3 separate regions of the Columba livia genome follow, and all the other regions are linked to region 1. Evidence: chromatin contacts called from public Hi-C data. All regions are on one chromosome and are shown on one strand. Each heading gives the region's core, a stretch centred on a gene start, on an enhancer-like site or on the middle of the called end of the contact. The rest is flanking DNA. Distances are from core to core; before and after follow the strand shown. Region 1 holds the start of PDS5A (PDS5 cohesin associated factor A). Region 2 holds the start of SMIM14 (small integral membrane protein 14). Region 3 holds the start of LIAS (lipoic acid synthetase).

The links. A called contact is a pair of places that touch in the nucleus more often than the background predicts.
Region 2: a contact with region 1 is called in a Hi-C map of crop, with 5 times the contacts expected there. The contact joins the promoter of SMIM14 here to the promoter of PDS5A in region 1. A contact is called at or near these places in 2 of 2 Hi-C or Micro-C datasets (crop and liver).
Region 3: a Hi-C map of liver shows a contact between it and region 1, with 4 times the contacts expected there. The contact joins the promoter of LIAS here to the promoter of PDS5A in region 1. A contact is called at or near these places in 2 of 2 Hi-C or Micro-C datasets (crop and liver).

Annotation. Positions count from the first base shown.
Region 1 is chr4:24,840,160-24,844,227 of bColLiv1.pat.W.v2, reverse strand. PDS5A (PDS5 cohesin associated factor A) reads left to right here and starts at 2,809. Exons shown (of 34, transcript XM_065062617.1): 1 at 2,809-3,017; 2 at 3,800-3,970. The coding sequence starts at 2,991.
Region 2 is chr4:24,706,431-24,710,799 of bColLiv1.pat.W.v2, reverse strand. SMIM14 (small integral membrane protein 14) reads left to right here and starts at 1,861. Exons shown (of 6, transcript XM_005501253.3): 1 at 1,861-2,201; 2 at 2,304-2,384. UBE2K (ubiquitin conjugating enzyme E2 K) reads right to left here and starts at 1,629. Exons shown (of 7, transcript XM_065062636.1): 1 at 1,203-1,629. The coding sequence starts at 1,265.
Region 3 is chr4:24,612,716-24,617,072 of bColLiv1.pat.W.v2, reverse strand. It overlaps LIAS (lipoic acid synthetase), which reads right to left and starts at 2,210. Exons shown (of 11, transcript XM_065062640.1): 1 at 2,027-2,210; 2 at 1,302-1,474; 3 at 549-642. The coding sequence starts at 2,107. It overlaps RPL9 (ribosomal protein L9), which reads left to right and starts at 2,252. Exons shown (of 8, transcript XM_065062647.1): 1 at 2,252-2,325; 2 at 2,748-2,794; 3 at 2,871-2,986; 4 at 3,839-3,934; 5 at 4,257-4,357. The coding sequence starts at 2,749.

The sequences.
Region 1 (4,068 bases), core at 1,560-4,059:
AGCGTGAACTCAGCTTTTTACTGATGTATTATTTCAGGACTTTTTCCATGTTACATTACAGATATGAAATCCCAAGACCTAGAAGTCTTTAAACATTACACCACAGTAACTGCTAACTTCACTACCTATCTTAAGTCTGCAAGAGACCAAGAGCACTCCACAGACAACTAGAAGAAGATGAAATAAAACTTTAATTGAATGAGCAAACTTTGCCTGGCACTTTCAAGTGAAATCTTTGAACTGCCCCATTCAACTACATGTTAGTTACAGTGTACATATGCCTTAGAATGCAAGAGTTCACCTTATTCTTCTGTTGACAATAGAAGTGACTGGAGGTACATACTAGAGGCTCTGCACTGGGTTTGACTGTAACTTAGACTAAAACCAAGTAGCCTTTTAATTTCTATTTCTACTTTATGACCTGCTGTATAAAGATTTCTAGGTAAAGACAGTGTTCCTTTTTAAAAAGCTTGTAACCACAAGATTACAAGAAAACATTATAACACCGTAGGTCACATTAATAATATACATAAAATACTGCTTTTCAATAACAAGAACGCAATATTTAAGAATAAACATTAAAAAACTAGGAAGTTCAGAGTCTTAGGTCAGATTTCTAGAATATGACACCCATAATACAATTCTGTTCAAAGAGAAGCCTGCCTAACATCTTCCTAGCTTTATGCTTGGGTCATTAAAAAACTCAGCAAAGGTCAATTAAAATTTATTTCTTGCATCATTTTTACTAACTTACATTATCTTTTTTTAATTTAAATTGAAGACAGCTCATATAGGTTTTCGATACATTTTTTTTAGTTACAGAATATTTTTCTACAATTTGTTTCTGATTTATTGTGTTAATACAAGTGTATTAAAAATAAGGAATCTGCACCAAATTGCTTATATTAGTAATTTAATTTGGGAAACAAATGTGCGCAATGTAACAAATGCAATAATCAAAAACTTCAATTTTAAAAAGTATAATAGTTCTGACAGTACACATTATTTTATTGACAACAAATACGGGTTGATAGCTAGTCTGAGTACTTCAGCTCTAAGGCAAATCTAAACGGCCACTGAACTTCAGATTAGGAAAAAGATTAAACACTTGGCGCTGGCTTTTTTTATTAAATCAGTAAAACCTTGTTAAAACTGAATTGTGTATCCTATTCTTATGGTCACCTGTCCATTGTGAATGCCGCAATCCATCGATCCTTAAGCCTGGAGAGAATAATTTTATCTAAGCCTGGACTCACAGCCACATCTAAATGCCTTGCCTAGCAGCACCCTTCTACATTTCCAAATCAGTATCTGAAATCTCTTAGGGGTTCCTTCCAACTCTTAGTCATTTTCACTGTAATCCTTCTGAGCTGGTTTCATAGAAGCTATGGACATCCAAGGCTTTAAGTCCCCTAGGACAAGCCTAAAGGGAAACAAGGAACACAGGTGTAAGAGAGAAATTTCCTACCCACATACTACTACAGCAGAAGTACCTGAGAGCTCCTCAGCGTTCGTATGTTTTCCTCCCACACCTTGTAAATCTGGAATTCGGCATAGTTTATCATCATCTTACTTACTTACCCCTTTCCCATCCCCTCACGCACGTTTCCTGCGTGACCCACAGGCCACACCTGCCCCTCTGCTGTGCCCAACACGGCCCCGTCACACAGGTGCAGCCCCTGCGGAGAAACCTGTCCCTCCAAGCAGACCGCTCCCAGCCACCTGCCTGCCATTCGCTCTATAGAAAACTCAGACACTTTCAAAACGTAACCAGGAATAGTCAGATGAAGACCCTAAATTATTCTTGATCAGTTAAAAGTTATCTTTTGGTTGTCATGCACCTTCTCTGAGCAGGTCAAGCATCTGGAAAACTTCCTAGCCACCTACAGTTCAGATATGCAGGGCACATAACGCAAATTCAAAACAGGCAAATATATCCCACTTTGCTACTGACTTTCCAGACATAGCCCATCTCTTGGAAATGTGAAAGAATATTAAATTACAAAGACATTTTGCATGGAAGGATTTCCTGAGTTGGCTGACAATGTTTCCTTCGGTCTGCATATTTAAGTTTCTCCTGGAGATTTATAAATACATTAACGTATGAGAAACTCATCTGCCACCGAGAAGAAAAATTCGGACGTCGATGCTGCTCTTCCCCCGCGCCTCCCGCCCGCCACAGCCCTCTCCGTGCCACCCCACACACCGCTCCCCCCATTTTCTTGTTTATCACGCAGACCAGGCCTCACCACCGGCACCAGCTGCCCGAGACACCGGCAGGACGAGCCCGCGCAGCCATGGGCAGCCCGGCTCCGTGAGGAAGCACAAACATGTCTCTCTCCTTCCCGCACACGGCGCCGCCGCCCTGCAGCCGGGAACCTGCCCGTCCCCTCCCCGGCAGCCGGCCCCACGCCGCCCAGGCCTCGCCCTCAGAGCCGGCCGCTGCCCCCCGCCGCCCAGCACAGCCCCGCGGGGCTGAGACCCGCCAGGAGAGGGGCCCTCAGGCCGGGGCCCGCCCGGCCCCGCCGCCCCGGGGGTTTTGGCGCCAAGCGGGAGGCAGCGCTGCGGCGGCCGTGCCCGGTACTGCCCGCCGCCGCCCTGCGCGGGGCTCGGCGAGGTAGGAGACTTACAGGCCGGCCTCGCCCCTGCCCCAGGGCTGGGGCTGGGGGATCCTAGCTGGGCGGCGCTGCGGGCCCGGCCCCAGGCCCGAAGGCGGGCGGGCACGGGGGCGGCGCGGAGCCTCCTCCCGGGCTGTTCTTCCCCGGCCGGACGGAGAGCGGCACTGTGTCCCCGCGGCGCACGCTCTGCCGGAGCCTCCCCCTCTCCCCAGCCGCCGCCGCCGCCACCGAGCAGCCTCCCCCTCCCCCCACCCCTCCCCGAGCAGGAGCCGCCGCCGCACCGCGGAGCAGGGAGGCGGCGGGAGCAGCCAGGGCAGCGGCCGGCCGGGGCAGCGGCGGAGAGCGAGGACCACCCGGCACGGAGGCTACTCAATGCTGCACCTTCCGGAGCTGCATGAGGTAAAGGCGGCTCCAGGTCCCGCTTCCCTCCGTCCCCGTTCCCCCCCTCCCGGCCGCCCGCGGCCGGCGGGGGTGTGTGCGCGGCGCTGGGGGTGGCTCTTTGTGGGCCCGGCCGGGTGCGGGGCGGCGGGCCGAGGAGGGGCTGTGGGCGAGGGGCTGAGGGGACATGAAGTTGCGGGAACAAATGGAAAGTGGAGAGTGGCCTGGCCCCCTCCCCGGGGGGGCTCCCGCCGCCGCGGGGGGTCGGGCGGGGGGCTCGGCGCCGGGCGGGGAGGCCGGCGGGGGTGTTTTGTTTGTGCCCGCCGCCGCCTCCTTCCCTCCCCCTCCCCTGTTGGTTTCTCTGCCTCCTGATAGTTTTGAGGCCTAACTGTTTAGGCCTCGTCTCCCGGCTCCGGGGCCGGTGTGCCGGCTCCGACCCCCGCCCGGGGCCGGGAATTGCACCCTCCCGTCCGCTCCTCGGGCCGTAACGGGCCCTCGGCCCCGGGACATCCTTCGATCGAGCCCGAAATTTCATTGTAAAATCGTCGGTTCCGAACTAACAGTGTTGGGCTGGAGCAGCCCCGCAATGAAAGGAGGCGCCGGGGGGGAATGGAGGAGCCGGAGTTGTGAGGAGCGGCCGCGGGCCCGGCCTCGCTGCAGCGCCGCCCGGGGCGGGGGTTGCGGCGGGGGGCGCAGCCCGCGGGGTGATAACCGGGGCCTTCTGCGAAATGAGGGTGAGAAATGGAAAAAGAGGGTTAGAAAGTCGTTTCCATTCTGCTGAACTTTTGTTTTCTGACCGATAGAGGCCGGTAGAGGACTGTGGAGAAGGAAAGTTTATAACCAGCAGCGCCAGGATGGACTTCCCTGCTACCCAACCAAAACCTGCTGCCGACGGTAAAATCATCTACTATCCTCCTGGAGTGAAGGAGATTACGGACAAAATTACCAACGATGAGGTGGTTAAACGGTTAAAGGTGAGCAATCCTGGCTACCGTCACCTTCTTGCAACTTTTGCTTCTTAAAGTAAACGTTTCATCACGGAAAAGGAGAACTGCCCAGAGAACTGTCTCCT
Region 2 (4,369 bases), core at 612-3,111, 130 kb after region 1:
GCACACAATTTATAAGCACATCAACTACTGCTACCCTAAACACGGCTTCCTGAAGTCACTAGTATATTTCAAAAATTAGCCTCTCCATTTTTCTTCTGTGAATGTGTCCAGATTTCAATAAACACCTGCCTTAAGAGTTACATGTTCGCATTAACATTTCACAAGCCTCTAACCTGCAACATCATCCCAAGCAGGACGACAATGACGACACAACCATTACAACCCATCTGGCTGACGTCCACCAACTCAGATACAGACACCGCAAGAGCCGTATTGATGCAACCCTGCAAACGCTGCTATATGTCCCCAACACTGACCAAAACTTCTCCAATGTCCCCTTCAAAGCAGTCATGGTGTCTCACTGACCGCCACATACCTCAGAAACACATTGCTCAGGAAACGAGGGAGCATGATTGAAATGAGTGAGGCTTTAAAAGCATCCACCTGAAGGTGAGTAAGCCTGCAGTAGGGTAAAGGCAGTTCTGTATTAAAGTAACATAAATAAATAGGGATTTACCTGCAACCCTCTCCGTAAAAACTAAAGCCGTTCTCTGCACCCTCAGGCTCGGGCTGACCAGAGGGGCGACTTAAGGGGTTGCGAGTCCACGTACCCGCACCTCGGCCTCACCGATCGCTTCCCCCCCTCCCGGCGGAGCCTCCCCCGGCGGGGCGGCGCGTGGGCCTGGCCGCGCGCGGGCGGGGGGACACGGGGGGCGCGGGCCGGGGGCCCCGGTCGCCCCGCGCCGGGCAGGCCCCACCCCGCCCCGCAGCCTCGGGCCTGGCAGCGCGCTCCCTCCCGGGCATCGCCCGCCCGCCCGCCGCGGGGGCCTGCCCGCCCGCTCTCCCCGGGGCGCGCCCCCACAGCCGCTGCCGCCGCATCACTTCCTGGGCCCGGCCCGCCGGCCCCGCTCCCCCTCGGGCCGCCGGCGACTCTCGTTGCCCGCTGGGGGAGGGGCTCCAGGGCCCCCTCCTCCCCCCTCCCGGCGGCTGGCGGGTCCCGTCTCCCCGGGAATCGCCATTCTCCTCCCCGAGGCCGTGGGACTGGCCCACCCCCAGCACGGGGAGGTGGGGCTGAGGGGCAAGCGGGGTCCCCGTGCAGGCCAGCGGGGCGCCTGCACCTTCCCCCGCTGCCCGCACTCACAGACACACAGACGGGGGAAGGTGGCGGCGGCGGCACGCAGGGGAAGGGGAGAGGCTCTGACCTCCTCGCTCTTCAGCACCTCCTTGAACTCCCGCTTGATCCTCTGCACCGCGATGTTAGCCATCTCTGCAGCGGGCACCCACTCGCCGCTGCCTCCGAGCCGGGCCCAGCGAGCTCCGCCGCCGCCGCTCCCGCTGGATAACTCCCGGCCCCACCAAAATGGCGCCCGCGCCGAGCATGCGCGCTGGGGCCGCCGGCTCCGCCGCCGCTCAGGAGGGGCTGTCGTGTGTGCGGAGCGGAGTGGAGTGGAGCGGGCACCGGGGCTCCGCCACGGGGCGGTCGAGCGCTGGCCAGTGGCGCCCTCGGCCTCCTCTTCTCCGCGGCTCCCCGGGGAAGGATGCCGCCGCCTCCTCAGGGGGTGCGGGGGTTCCGCCCCGGGAGCGCCCGCCTGCCGCCGCTCGCCATGTCATGGGCCAGGCGGGTCCCCAGCGGCGCCTGGCGAAGGTGTGCGGAGAAACGCCCGCAGGCAAAGCCCCGCCGCCGGGAATCGGGGCAGCGCTGAGGCGGTTGTGTCGTCATGGCTGCCGCCGCGGGCAGCGCGGCCCTACCGGCCTCCCCGGCCCGGCGTTGTGCCAGCAGCCGCGGCGGGGGGATGCCTGAAGCACCGGGCCGGGGTGAAGGGGGTGCCCTCGGGCGGGCTGAGTCGGGCTGGGCCGGCTGGTGCCGGGGTAGCAGAGGGGAAGTCTGAGGTGTCCCTGAGGAAACAGCTGGCCCAAGGACCAGCTGACAGGTGTTCTGGTGAAGTCCCGGAGCAAAGATAGCCAGGGAGGGTTTCACATGCCTTGAGAATCCGTTCAACCTGCCCATACTGCAATGCCTGTTAGCTTTGTGGTCTTTTTTACTTATGCTCTCTGGATAAAACTGCAGCTCCTCACACACTGCGCTGCTGGCCCAGCACCTTGCAGTCTTGACACTCGTCCTTCCCTTGGAGACACTGCTGCGTCCTCGCCTGGGACGGGGATCTCGCAGGCCCGGGAGCAGGCAGCTCTGAGGAGGCAGTGTAAGGAACTGTTTCTTTTTATAGATTCTGCTACAATATTTTGAAAATAGAGTAAAAGGTGAACATCATTCCTGTCTAATGGACTGTTGTATTGTATTGCAGAAGCAAACGTGGCAAGCCACAGATGTTGTGCCGTCTAGAAAACTGAAATAGGATACCAGTAACCATCTCTGCTAGCCTGAGGTGCGCAAAATATGGTATGGTATATAGATAGATTTTTTTAAAGGGGAACCTGAGATTGCATTTACAACTGTTTATTCAGGAACTCGAGGCTTTCAAGACCTTAAGGTCTATAGAAAGATTTTATAGTGCCTCTTCTTAACGGTGCAGTGCAGGACAATGTACAACATAGACGTTTATTTCAACAAATGTCTACTTCTGGTATGGCTGTTGCCTGCAATTTATCTTCATTAGTATACACAGTGTTTCAACTACTATATGCATAGCAAAGAAAGTATAGGCGCAACCAATAACAAAAATTCTAACTAATACAGATTTGCATAGCCCTTTTTCTGTGTATGTTTACTCTTCCCCTGTGGTTTGACTGGAAAAAGACTATTTTCCTGCAAGAATGTTGTACCATGTGCATCTGTTCATTACCTTAGGTCTTCCTCAGACAGAAACTTGTTTTTAACGCAGTGCACAATGCAGTTTTTCAGCTGAGGTTTTTAGCACCTTTTTGAGAAGGATCATTTTGCATTAGGCCTGATTTATTTTTAATGACTTATAGTGTGAACTTGGGCCTTCATCTTCAGAATAATTTAGACATCTGACTCCTGCTGATGTGTCTTAAGTTCATTTAGAGAAGCTAGACCGTGGCTTCTCTGTGCCTTAGGCTCTCACCTGTAAAATAAGCATAATAACTCTTTTCTGCTTCTTATAGCTCATAGATGAAAGTTAGGTTTATGGTGTGCTGAGCTCTTACTGAGTACTAGAGAAAAAACTATAAAGGCGGCACATAAAATCTCCAGGTTAGATGCCTCATGTCTTTTCAGACAGCTCATAGAAAGAAGCTGTGCTTCTAATATTCAGATTTTGCTCTGAATGGAGTGGAAAACATGACCTTTATCAAGTGTCAGAATCCTTTGTGTTCCTGTGAGTGTCCTTGTATGTTATAGGTAGTAGACATCCAGTAACAGCCACAGTAAAGGGCAGTGATTTTTGCCTGCTTTGTATCTAGGTTTATTTTCATGTGCTCATTTGGATTACAAATGTCAGAGTCTGTTACTGCGAAAAGCAAATCAAATTAATATGAATTACTGCATCTCTTTTCCTTACTACACCACACTTTTCCCTTGTCCTTAAATAGGCATCCTTCAGTTATCTCACAGCTGTTTCATATTCACCATATACTGTGTTAATTTTGGCTTTGGGAAAAGATAGAGAATACGGAAAGGCTTTTTGGAAGGTAGAACAGAGTAGCGGTGAGTTCTGCCAGGATTAAAATACTGCATAAAATCAGTACCTTATGTAATCAGCATGCTGGGGTTATCACTGTATACCTCTTATATTGTTTTATGCTTTACTATAGTTTACTATTTTGCAGAAGACTCTACAGGGTTTTAGGCCAGAACAGGACCATAGACTAACAGTCTTTGAATAGGTGTTTCAGGTTTTTCTTTTGGTTTGGTTTAGGATTTGTTTTAGAGTTTTTTTTTTTTGTGAAATAAGAAAATGCTTAGAAAAAATGAGAATGTAGTGTCTTTGTGTTATTTCAGTGACTTCCATGTCTGACTTCATAATATATTTTATAGTATGTTGATAATACAGCTCTGTGTGTATCTTCTGAATTAAGTTCTCGATAGTCTTTCACCCTTAGAAAGATCCACACACAAAATGAAAAAGTGGAGTCCTTTGAGCATAGTCAGCTCACTTTTTGAATTATGAAATTTTGTATTAATAGGATATCTAATTTCAGGAGATAGTTCTTTCATTGATCCCATCATCAGTTTAGCCTTATACCAAACAGTTTTTTCAACAGCAGCTTTCAAAAACTGACCAAAAATTGGACTATACTTTTGCCCATTGGTGTTGATGATAACTAGCAGAGCGGGAGATAAAATTCTGGGTATCCGCACATTGTTTAGTATGTTTGGCATATTGCTTTGAAATACTTCTAGAAGTAGGTGCAGGAAAAATGGTGTATTAAATGAAGTTCAAACTATTTA
Region 3 (4,357 bases), core at 961-3,460, 230 kb after region 1:
AAAACTCAACCATGTAGCTGCCTTATTAACTAGCACAGATTGCCATTAACATTTTTAGTTTAAAAAATGATAAAATGTTCATAAAGTCTATGATTCATCAAAGCATGACCTTGCTTTGGAAAAAAAAAAAAGAAGGAAAAAGGCTCTCCATGCATACCCACCACGTTTTACCATCTGGAAGGCACATTTAATGAAATACATGTATTTCTAGATCTTTTTTTCATGCAAAACATGTATGTAATGCTGAAATTGTGTGTGTTTCCATTGAAAACAGTCACATGTAGCATCTTCCGATCCATTTGGTGATGCGAGTAGTACACACTAGTACTTAAAATCACAGCAGGAAAAATGCGATATAGTGTATTGGATTTGTCTTCATTCTTTATGGGTAAAATTCACTGCTGGCAAAAAGGATCAGCATTGCGCTTGGTTTCAGCATTGAACATCATGCAAGACATGATTTCTGCCTGTCCTCTACAGAGAAATAATTTTGTATCTGTAAAAAACGCCTTATTTCTAGAGGAAAACTTGGTTGGTACTAGATTTACCGTATGAAGATTTAAACTTCTCAAGGTATTCTTTAGCTTATTGTAGTTCTTTCCCATGGGAATCTTTGTTTTCAGCCACGGAGGAAGTGGCAGCCTGAATAACATCAAGCAAACATAAAGATCAATAAATTATTTACAGGGTAAGATTCCATTAATTTCATAGATCCGCTTTAGCTTGTTACAGATCCCAACTAGGAAAGGTTCCTTGAAATCTGGCGCAACTCGGCAACCAATATTAACATCATTCATAGTCATAATGGACTTCTCTCTTCCACGTTTATCATCCCAACATTCAAGAGTGGGAGTCTGTTCTCCGTGGAAGGTTTAAAACTGTTAACTGTACTGCTGGGATTTAACAGTACCACACTGGAGACTGCAACAACTGACGGCGGCACGGGTTACACAGCCATCACAAAGTCTAATCAAGTTTTTAAGTATGGGAGTTTTAAGCCTTTTTAGATTTAGCCTTCCTTTTTTGTTTTACTCTATCAATAATATTTTTTCAAGACCAAAGTAGGATACACTTACCTACTGATGCACATTTGTCATTTAATACAGGTCGTGGTACAAGCACGCAAATGAGAAAATACCACCATGTCTTTGTGTTTTATTATGCATTTGAAGCTAATAATGTGTTTGTTCTTTCTTGAAAAAATCTATTAGCAAGCTGGTATGACAGAATTTATTAAAAATACATTCTATACGCTTTGTAGTTAGTACTAAACATGCAAGATACCGCAAGATCACAACTACCTTTCTCCTTTCTGACGCTTTAAATTGCCTTTATACTCAGCCCACGCGCTCCTGTCTGCCAAATCTCCAGATACAAAGTCCTGTAAGTCTGGTCCATTTTGCAGAAACGCTTTTTTTTCGTCTGGCAAAGAACCTGACGTTCTGTACGGGTTACACACACGGCTCCCAAACACCTAAAAGAAGCAACACTGTAATTTATTGAATTATAAATGTGCTAGTATGATATATTAAAAACCTGCCTGTCATTTTGGTGTTTAGCATAGGCTTTATAGAGTTTGTGTAAGCCTTTTCCCGATTGCCTTTCGGTCAAACATGCAAGGAATGCTTCTGTCATGGGAAGCAGACAAAAAGCACGATCTTTTCCAAAACATCTCAACCTGAAACAAAGTCATATAGTTTTGGCTATAGATGCCATCTCGTGGGGCAGTGCGAGGTTTCGGGGCAGTGCGGGTGTTCCGGGCGGCGCGGCCCCGGCGGTTCCCGGCAGCCGGTTCCCGGCAGCGCCTCCGCGGCCGCTCCGTCCCCCGCCCGCTGTGCGAGCGCGGGCACCGCGGGCAGCGCCGCTGGGGACAGCCCCGCCGGGCCCAGGGAACGGGAACGGCACCGCCTCCCGCCGCCACGCCGGACCCCGGCCCCGGCCCCTCACCAGGGCGCCCCGAGCGCTACGTGCTGCCGGGCCGCGACGTGCACCCCGACAGCCCGCTGCGGCATACGGCCCCGCTCACCCGTCCCTGGGGCCCCAGCAGGAGCCGCTGGGCGGCCGTGGTGACGGCCCCGCAGCAGCGGCCCCGCGGCAGCAGCGACATGGCGGCGTCCGCCAAGCAGCCGGGCCGACTCCCCCGATCGACCCTCCCAGCGCTCGGCCGCCCCGCCTGGCCGCCTCAGCCAGATCACGCGCATCGGGCCTCGGCTATTCTTGGCTCCCGGACGGCTACCTCGGCGTGATGACGAACGGGGGCCCGGGAGCGGGTACAAGTACGTGATGACGTCAGACGCTGTCTCTTTCCGCTCTGCCTGCTGCCAGGTGAGCCGCGGCCCTGCGGCCGCATCCGGGACCATCCGGGACCATCCGCCGCGGGCGGCGTCCCGATCCCCCGCCCGGGCCTGGGCAGCCTCCCGGGGCGCCGCCGGGCCCCGCCGCCAAGTCCTGTCCCGGCTCTTGGCGGGGGAAGCCCCGGGATGGTGCCTTCACCAGCTCCCCCCTCCCCTGGCGGTTCTAGGCCCGGGCTGGGCCCCGCTGTGGAGTTGAGCGCTGAGGCCGCCGCTTCTCTCCGCTCCTGCGGGGCCTGGGCGGGAGGTATCGTCGTTGAGCGGTGCCCGGCGTCGTGGCGGGGCAGAGGAGGGTGGGGGCGGCGGGTCGGTGTCCGTAGTTGCGGGTTCCAGGATGCGTGCGGGAGAGGGGCCCGGCCGCGGGGCTCTGCAGTGTCTCTGTGCTGTCCCTTGCAGGATGAAGACCATCCTCAGCAACCAGACCGTTGACATCCCCGAGCAAGGTACGCCTGCGTGTGAACGGCGCTTCGTGGTGCCGACTCCGCAGCCGGTTAACGTGTGCTTGTCTCTGATTTGCAGTCAGCGTTTCGCTGAAGGGCCGGACGGTCATTGTAAAGGGCCCCAGAGGAACCTTGCGGAGGGATTTTAACCACATCAATGTGGAGCTCTCCCTCCTGGGGAAGAAGCACAAGAAGGTGAGTGCTGCTGAAGTCGTTTCTCTGCCCAGAGTGGGAGGGTAGCTTTACAGTTAACTTTAAAACTTCTTGGTAGTATAGGAGATTAAACCAGAGTTTTAAGCCGCTGATAAGTTATTTAATTTTTCGTTTTATTTCTGTTTTTGCTGAAAGAAGCTGTTCTCCTGGAACCTTGTGACCTACTTGGGGACTGGAATTCTTGAAAATGTTGAAGTGAATTTGTTGATGGGATATTCTTCTGTAGTTACAGTCAGATAGTTACTGGGAAGGTGATTGATCATTATATGCTGTGTTTTATGAACTGGCTAGATTTAACTAGACAAAACTAAATCTCTAATTTCCAGAATTGGTAAATTGTATCAGGAGAAGTGGTTTCTAAATAATGCCTAATGTTTTTGAACTACCTTAAAAACTACCAAAAAAGGGGGAAGAATGGCTGATTTCAGCTACTTTTTCACAAGCATGAACCCCCACACAGTGTTTCTTTTAAGGGTTGATAGATAATGCCTAGGAGACTGATTTTGGAACAATCTCTGCTGTGTTAGCATTTCATAAAACACTTTTCAGTTTAAGATGTTAAAATATCTATCCCAGCTTTTTTGAAGGTTTGTTAGTAATGAGATATTAAAAAAAATATTTCTTATACATCATGGGGTTAAGACTTAAAAGGCTTGAGCAAGGGGGCCTTTAATAATCTTTCAGTGAAACAAAGTATCTTTGTGCTTTTGTTAGGAGGGCTTTTAAGTAATTTACCTGAACTTCTCACTCTTAGTTTGTCACAAAAACTATTCTATGCCTAGTTTTGAAGTGCAGCTGAGAGCTTTGTTAATTCTGTTTATTTTTTTGACACAGCTACGTGTTGACAAGTGGTGGGGTAACAGAAAGGAGCTGGCAACAGTTCGCACAATTTGCAGCCATGTACAGAACATGATAAAGGGCGTTACGCTGGTGAGTTTTATTTTGAAATAGGATAATTCCTGTCATTTTTGTTACTGACAATAATGGATGCCTTTTACTTCAGTGAGAGGTTTTCTAAGCATCCGAGGTGTAGCTTTCCCTCTCTGCTTTTCTTGCACATGCTGTCAAGTTCTGCAGGTGGAAGAAAGCACGAGCAGTAAACTCTGGAAGTCTCTTGGGCTGAGTGGCTTGCCCTTGTTAAGAAACTACTTTCAATATATTTTGGGTTTAGATACCTCCAGTAAGCTTTACGTATCTGTTTTACCTTTTGGATGCATTCTGCTTCCATATCTGATAATGTCATTTATTATAGGGATTTCGTTACAAGATGAGGTCGGTGTACGCTCACTTCCCAATCAATGTAGTTATACAGGATAACGGCTCGCTCGTAGAAATCCGAAACTTCTTGGGAGA